3 separate regions of the Gossypium hirsutum genome follow, and all the other regions are linked to region 2. A link is a contact called in public Hi-C data. All regions are on one chromosome and are shown on one strand. Each heading gives the region's core, a stretch centred on a gene start, on an enhancer-like site or on the middle of the called end of the contact. The rest is flanking DNA. Distances are from core to core; before and after follow the strand shown.

Region 1 (2,700 bases), core at 102-2,601, 420 kb after region 2:
ACAGTCAAAATGTCACCTTCCTTACGAAGGAACAAATATTTAATGAGAAAACAAAGCACATCGATGTCCGATATCATTTTATGCATGATATTATTGCTCATGGTGATATTGTTGTGAGTAAAGTTAGTACTCATGATAATCCTGCAGATATGATGACTAAGTCACTTCCGGTAACCAAGTTTAAGCATTGCTTGGACTTTGTTGGTGTTCATTGTTGAAGATTACCCCTTAAGGGGTTTTGTGGAAGAGGTGGAGAACTTTTTCATTGAGAGTTCATGGTGAAAAACTTGTTCATTAAGGATTCGTATTAAGATGGAGATTGTTAGAGTTCAACCTTACTATACTGCTTCTATTTGACGTTGATTAGAATAAGTTTTTTAACCTATAAATAGATGTAGTCTAAACTCCTCTTATATCATCTAAATTCGACATTAGTGAATTTTCTTCTTCTCTACCGGTGGTTTTTTCCCGAAAGGGTTTCCACATAAAAATATGTGTGTTTTTTATTTTCTTTTCATATTACTTTATGATCATTCTATTGTCATTATCAACATTGAGTTTTACATAAAACATAGCCAAAAGTGCTCTTGGCCTGAATTTTGAATCCAAGTTTCCAATTAATTTGTATAATTAAAAAATGAGTATTGGATTTTGGATTTAGAATTTAGAATTTAGAATTTCTTCTTTTAATTTCAAAGGAAGATTTCTTTATTTTAGAAAAAATAACAAAGAAATTATGATTTTCTTCTTTTAAAAAAATAGAAAATAAGAAAGATTATGATAATGGAAGCTTGACCTATGATAATTATAAAAAAAATAATTAATTCAGCAGCTTCTCTCCCACCAATCCTATAATAAAAGATCAAAAGGCAACAAAACTTGTATTCTTAAATTAGTAAACATTAAACTAAGTATTTTGTTAAGTATACCGAGATTTTATATGCGGAAAAGAAGGAAGAGCATCGAAATGCATTTTAATACTTGAATTAAAGAATTATTGGAGAAAATCAAATTTCACAAAACCTAGTCAAACTTACAAAGCCCAAAGTTCGTAATTGATTAATCATCAAATCATAACCCAAATTAACATTGGTTAACGAGTAAAATTTCTTGGAAACTTGAAAAGTTTTTGGATCACAAAAAAGAGAACAGAAATGTAAAATAAAATAGACCCTCAAACCAATGCTGCAATCACATGCAATCACGTTCCTTGCTATCGACGTAAACAACATAACGTAAAAGAATGTCTAAAACACCTTATTGCATGTGAACAGCCCCATTCGCTTCACTCTTACGATAATAAAGGATCAAGTTTCTATAAACTTATGAAAAATATATCATCTATTTTCGAATTTATCCAACTTGGCATTGTCGGTAAAGACGCGTGGCAAGTCAAAAAATAGATTCTATATAAGCTTTGCCCCCCTTACCATGAGCAGATATACAAGCTTGGTGTGCATATTAGGGTTTATGCTTTAAAGTGAGAAAATGAGGAGAGAAAGGTTGGGTTTCGGTTTTGCTCTTGCAGTACTGAGCTTGTGGTGCTCAATGGAGGTTGCGGTTGAGGCGGCATGGTCGTTGCAGACTCCGGTGAAGCTGGTTTGGCATTACTATAAGGTGCATAATACATGTGATAATGCAGAGGCTTATATTAGGCACCAAGTGGAATCGTTTTATAAGTATGATAAAACTATTGCACCTAAGCTTCTTCGCTTGCTGTATGCGGATTGTTTTGTAAATGTAAGTATTTATCATTGTTTTCCTTTTTCCTTTTTTATTTGTATATTTCATAAATGTCTGCTGCACCCTTTTCTTTCTAATTATCATAAAGCACACTTTTTTCCCATCCCGGGGATAAATTTTTATTTTGTTATTTAGAAGAAATTATAATTACGAGTACGTCCTAAATTTAAATAATTATAATCAAAATCATTTATTAAAATGCATCAAACTCACCTACTACAAATAAAAATAACGGCGGAACTGAAACATGAGAGACTTCACGTTTCCAAAGCCAGTTCGGCTTTCCATCTTAGTAATACTATCACATGAATGATTGTATGAAATATATTAAAAGTAATTTTCTAGGTTTTAATACTAAGAGGTTTGTCAACTGGAGAGTTCATTTATATGAAAATTTCAGTTGATTGTAATGAAAGGATAAAGATTTGGGTGCCAAAGTCTTTTGGTTTTAATACTTACAAGGGTTGATGGAAATGGTTAGGGATGCGATGCTTCAGTCCTGCTAGATGGGCCGAATTCGGAGAAGGCTGCACCACAGAACAGGGGACTGGCAGGGTTCGCGTTTATCGACAAGATTAAGACGGTGCTTGAAGCTCGTTGCCCAGGCGTTGTCTCTTGTGCTGACATTCTTAACCTCGCCACTCGAGATGCTGTTCATTTGGTATGTATTTATTTAATTTTTCTCATCATTAACTAAATCTCTATAGAGTATTTGTATCATATAAATCATTAATTCATATTATATAAATTCAGGCAGGAGCACCGTCTTATCCCGTATATACAGGGAGAAGAGACGGGATGACATCGACCAAGGACTCCGTTGATCTCCCTTCACCATCCATCTCCTGGGAAGCTTCTCTCGCTTATTTCCGATCAAGAGGCTTGGATGTGTTGGACATGACAACCCTATTAGGTAAAACACTAACACGGATACATCAACTAGTCAAAATCTATATC
Region 2 (2,700 bases), core at 3-2,502:
GAAGACAATAGAAAGAAAAGGATCTGAAGGCATAGAAGAGAATGAGAATCCAAAGCTGTGAGAAAAATGCTAAAGGAAGGCCGTCTTTATCCCCTATTGCACAGTTTCTTAGGAATTAACAGGATCAATTAAGTCAAAGTACTCATATTTTGATAGAGAATCACCATTTCAAATTTCCATAAAAGCATGTAACAAGTACCATTCCAGTCATCAACCACATAAAGAACCAAAATCAATCACCCAGATCAACATTCAAACAAAATCAAGGAAAGGGGACAAGATCCAATAACCGGCCATAAAGAGCTCCAAAATTATGAGAATTCTTATCCAATATTAGAAAGTTAATCTTTTTACAGTATTTTCTGAAAAAAGAACACAGCCCAAAATGGAATTCCTACTGACTAAAAGATATAGACTTTCACAACTCTCTAAGAAAGGCATCATACAATAAAGAAGACACTCCTACTACATTCAGCTAAAATCTGGAGAACCAATTTTGCAGTCCAAATCAAAGAAACAACGGATACCTATTCTAATTGTTCACCAAGAATTGATCAAATGGAGCAGATCTAAGAAGGAAACTTATATACAAGCTTAATGAGCTCACCTAAAGGAACTTCTCTTTTCTGCCTAGAGTCCAAATTATAAGATTTCGACTACATTTTTAACTTTTTTCAAAAACAAACCAAATGATTGTAACTTTTGTAGTATAAGAATATCAAAACCTTCCATTTTTAACAATAAAAGAAGCAAATTTACAGGCTGAACCACAAAAACAAACGATACCCAGATCTCCATTTGGAGTAAAAGCCAAGAAATTGGGAAGATCTGAGGAAAGAGCAGAGATTAGTGGTGTTTTGTTGGGGTAGAGGACACAACTAAGAAGAAATAAAATGGCAGCATATATATAAAAATAAAAATAAAAGGTAAAGTAAACAAATACCTGAAGTAAAAGAAGAAAGAATCGATGAGGAAATGAGGAGATTTGGAGACATTATGGTTAGAGGAAGAAAAGAAAAACAGACACAGAGAAGAACAGGGAAGAATCCTTACAACAGCAGTCCCACTTTGTCTTTAAAAAGTCCTAAAAGATATTTTTACTGTTATCGTTTGTTGTTCATTTCGTACTCTCATATATATCATAACGCCATATCGCCGCAATTTTTTTTCACTATTTAGTTGTTATAGGAGTTAGCTGTTATTAGGTGAGATGATTTCACGTGAACTCGAAACTCCATGACAAATTCAGTCCATGAAAATTATTAAAAAATTATTTAATAAAATAAAAATTATATTGAAAAAATAGGGTAAACTAAAGAAAACGTCACTCAACTATATTCGTATTCCTGTTTTGATCAATTAACTTTAAAATTTTTCAATTTAGACACTAATGTTTTAATTCGTTTTTATTTTGGTCACCCACCATCAAATTGATTACATAAAGTCCTTTTCTAGTCGGTATAATAACACATTTAGTCTTCAATACTTACTTATTCTATCAACCTAATTATAATTCTAAATAATTCAATAAATTTAACCCTTAATATTTACAAATTCTATCAGTTTTATTCTCAAACTTCTTAACTTATGCTTTCAGCTTTTAAAATAGAGGCATTCCATATCTATTAATTGTTTTATTTATGGTTGAAATTATTCAATTCGATACGTAACCTTTTTTTATATTTGTAAGAAGTTAGTATTAGAATTTAACTAAACATCATTAAAAATAATAGAAAATACAAATTTTAAAAATATAATATATAATAAAATTATATAAATAATTTAATATTTTAAAAAATAAATTTTCACTCTAGCTAGCATAATTTTGTTTTAATTAATTTAGTAAATGATTTTACACTAAATCAGATCATCAGTTATATGTATTGCTGATTGTGGATTTAAAATTTTTAAAAAATAAAAATAAATAAATAACTTAATAATCTCTTAATCAGTTTATAAAATTAAAAAAAATCATTATCAATGTAACAAAAGGAAATTCAATTAATTCTTTCAATTTTTGATTAAAAATACATAATTTTTTTATAATTATTGATTAAACAATTAAATTTTTCAAAGTAATATTTTTAACTCTCGTTTAATTTCAATTTCAAGGACCAACTTCGAGGATTATTTCTATGTACCTCGAAGGAAATATCATATTGTTAACAACAATAATAAATATAAAGTTTTTTTCAGGTTTTTTCATTGATTTAGTCAAAATTTTATCAATCAAAGGATTATAAAATATTATATTTAGAAGAAAACTAATAGAAAAAGAAAAGGAAATAAAGTTTCAAGATAAAATCATTGGTATCAAGAATTGGCTCAAAAAACAGCTCATTAGTTGATAGTGTTATGAATATATTATTAAGTGGATGTCCATCAAAATCACGATAAGTTTGGAGAAGCTTTGTAAATATTCTCATTGATCAATAAAATACGCTCTCTCTTTTTCTCTCCTATTTTCTTTGTTCTTTACTTTCTGTCTTTTTATTTTATAGTACGTTATTAGCACAATTCTCTTTTAATTATTTTTCTCCGTTAGTCACAAAAAATTTTCCCTTTCACCAAGCCTTACCCCTTTCAAGCAACAACCAATGCAATAACCAATCACTCAAATTTGCTACTCAAGCTGTTGTTGATTGCCTTTTAGAGCTACTGTTATTTCAGCCTTCACTTGAGGCATGTGCATTATGGGTA
Region 3 (2,704 bases), core at 181-2,680, 360 kb before region 2:
TTAACACTTATTTCTATTCTCAATTTGATTCTTTGCTGATTTGGGGATTTTATTTCAGATCTGGAAATTCAAAGTTCTAATCTTTTAATTTTCTGTTTCGTTTCAGATCTGATTGTTTAGGGTTTTCGTAGGAGTTTCCCGTGACTTGGCAACTCAATCTTGGTCCGCGCGTAACCCCGTATCAGGTTATGTCTTTACAATTGGGGGTTTGTGTAATTAATTGGAAAGCCACCTTGTAAACTATTGTCGCTTTGTCTACCATTGAAGCTGAGTACATGACAATTATTGAGGCTTGTAAAGAAGTTATTTCGTTAAAGGGGCTATTTAGTAAACTTAATGAAGACCTTCAAATCAGTATAGTATTTTGTGACAGTCAAAGTGTCGTCATCTTTATGAAAGATCAAATGTTTCATGAGAGAACAAAGCACATTGATGTTCGGTATCATTTTGTTCGTGATATTATTGCTTGTGGTGATATTGTTGTGAGCAAAATTAGTAATCATGATAATCCTGCAGATATGATGACTAACTCACTTCTTATAACCAAGTTTGAGCATTGCTTAGACTTGGTTGGTGTTTATTGTTGAAGATAAACTCTTAAGGGGTTTCATGGAAGAGGTGGAGAACTTGTTCATTGAGAATTCGTGTCAAGGTGGAGATTGTTAGAGTTGTGACCCAAATTCTTATTAAAATAAAATACAGGCTGCACAAGAAGAATCTGTATAAAAGTTTACTTCCTTTGTTTGATATTGATTTGAATAATGTGTTTCAACCTTACTGCATTACTTCTATTAGATGTTGATTAGAATAAGATTTTCTAAACCTATAAATAGGCACAATCTATACTCCTTATATTTATTCGAATTCGACATAGTGAATTTTCTTCTCCTCTGCCCATGGTTTTTTTCAGAAAGGGTTTCCACATAAAATCTGTGTGTTATATTTTTCTCTGTTTTCTTGCCATTATCGACATTCTATTTTTTCACCAATTCTACATTTTCTTCAAAGGCATGAAACTCTACTTAAATATATTACTAATTTGGTAATGATCTAACTTTTTATTTTGTTCTATTTTTAATTTGTTATTGAATTTTATTGAATGATAATTTTCTTTATTTTTCATATATATTAGTTCTTCAACAATAACATATTTGAGATTTTATTTTTCTAGAATTTTGATATAGAAGTTTTTATTTTTGAATAATTTGAAGTTTTTTTTATAACTTTTATATAGAATCTAGGATCAAATTAATAAAAAATATATAAAAGAAGAACTAAAATGATTATTATACCAGTTGAAACAAATTATTTTAATGACAATAAAACAATTAGAACAACTATTTTTAATTAAATGATTAAAATATTTCCGCATAATTGACTTACTAATAGTGTACTTTAAGACAACAAAAAAAATTAAAACAAAAATACTCGAAAATCATTTTTGGGCACTTGCAACCGGACAGTGAGACCCGGCAATAAGCAGACAGATTGAGCATCTTCCCGCACAACACGACAGTCACTTCCCGCACCTGCGAGGGAACTCGGAAGAGCTCACGAAAGCAACAACATCACTCCTTCCTCAACTCAACTCGAACTCGACTCAACTCAGTCCCACATTTCAGCCGCCCTTTCTTTATTTTAATCTTTCTCGTAACAGTTGACAATTTTTAAGAGAAAAAAATAAAACCGCCACCAACCTCACCCAACACTCCCAGCCCCCCACAAAATAAAACCCTAAAACTTGATTCTTTCATCTATTCCTTTCCTCTCTCTTCTAGTTTAAACTTATCTTTAGTCGATCGAGCTTCTGCTACCGTCGAAGCTGTCTTTCTCATATCTCAAGCCTCAAACAAGGTATTCCAAATTTTTCTTCTTTTTCTTTTTCTTCGTTAGTGAATTCTCTGTTTGGTTGCTTGGATTCCTTCTTTTTTGAATATTTCAAGTTAAACGAGAATTGAAGCCGTAATAGCTTTTGCTGCTGCAGTTAGATTCTCAACTTAATTTGATGATCCTGGATTGTAGACTCTCATTGAGTTACTTAAAACTATACAAGTTTAATTTTTTTTTCTTTATGTTAGTGTTAATTTATTTATAGGTTACTTAATTCAAAGAAATCATGTAATTGAAGGTCATTTAGAGAAGTCAGTACAAGTCTACCTAATTATATATGTCACGCTTCTTTAGTTTCTTTAAATGCTGTAGGTGATGTAGGTACCTTGATGAATGCAGTTAATTATGTCTTTGAGTAGTTGGTTGGCTAGTCATATCTTCATTTATGTTACGCTGGGTAAGGTTTTGAGAACTTGAAACGCTATGCTTCTGAAGAACTTGTTAATACCTTTCCGTCACTCCTCTTATCCAATGCTTAAAGTAGGAATCAATTTGATAACACCAGGCTGTAGGATTCGACTCATAAAATGTAAAGCTACTCTGTTTTCCTTTCATTTCAACTGGTATTATTATCATCGTCATCATTATTGTCATTATTTCGATTGCAAATTCAAATTAGAAATTGCCGAATGCTAGAGCAAGCTGAGCAAATAACTTTTGAAGCTTTCGTTCATGTTAGTTTGAACCATCATCCATAATTATATTGAATTAAGATTTGCATCAATTTTGTTTCCAAATGCTAGGGCAAGCTGAGCAAATAACTCTTGAAACTTTCTTTCTTATTAGTTTGAACTGTCATCCTTAATTATACTGA

Evidence for each region. A called contact is a pair of places that touch in the nucleus more often than the background predicts.
Region 1: a Hi-C map of leaf shows a contact between it and region 2, with 1.9 times the contacts expected there. The contact joins the promoter of LOC107910290 here to the promoter of LOC107910163 in region 2. A contact is called at or near these places in 4 of 34 Hi-C or Micro-C datasets (callus, leaf and petal).
Region 3: a contact with region 2 is called in a Hi-C map of leaf, with 2.1 times the contacts expected there. The contact joins the promoter of LOC107910604 here to the promoter of LOC107910163 in region 2. A contact is called at or near these places in 2 of 34 Hi-C or Micro-C datasets (hypocotyl and leaf).

What each region holds. Positions count from the first base shown.
Region 1 is chrD02:30,969,048-30,971,747 of Gossypium_hirsutum_v2.1, reverse strand. It overlaps LOC107910290 (probable peroxidase 26), which reads left to right and starts at 1,351. Exons shown (of 4, transcript XM_016838097.2): 1 at 1,351-1,740; 2 at 2,225-2,404; 3 at 2,497-2,656. The coding sequence starts at 1,489.
Region 2 is chrD02:31,389,951-31,392,650 of Gossypium_hirsutum_v2.1, reverse strand. LOC107910163 reads right to left here and starts at 1,252. Exons shown (of 5, transcript XM_041089345.1): 1 at 1,054-1,252.
Region 3 is chrD02:31,752,486-31,755,189 of Gossypium_hirsutum_v2.1, reverse strand. LOC107910604 (probable protein phosphatase 2C 66) reads left to right here and starts at 1,430. Exons shown (of 7, transcript XM_016838506.2): 1 at 1,430-1,854.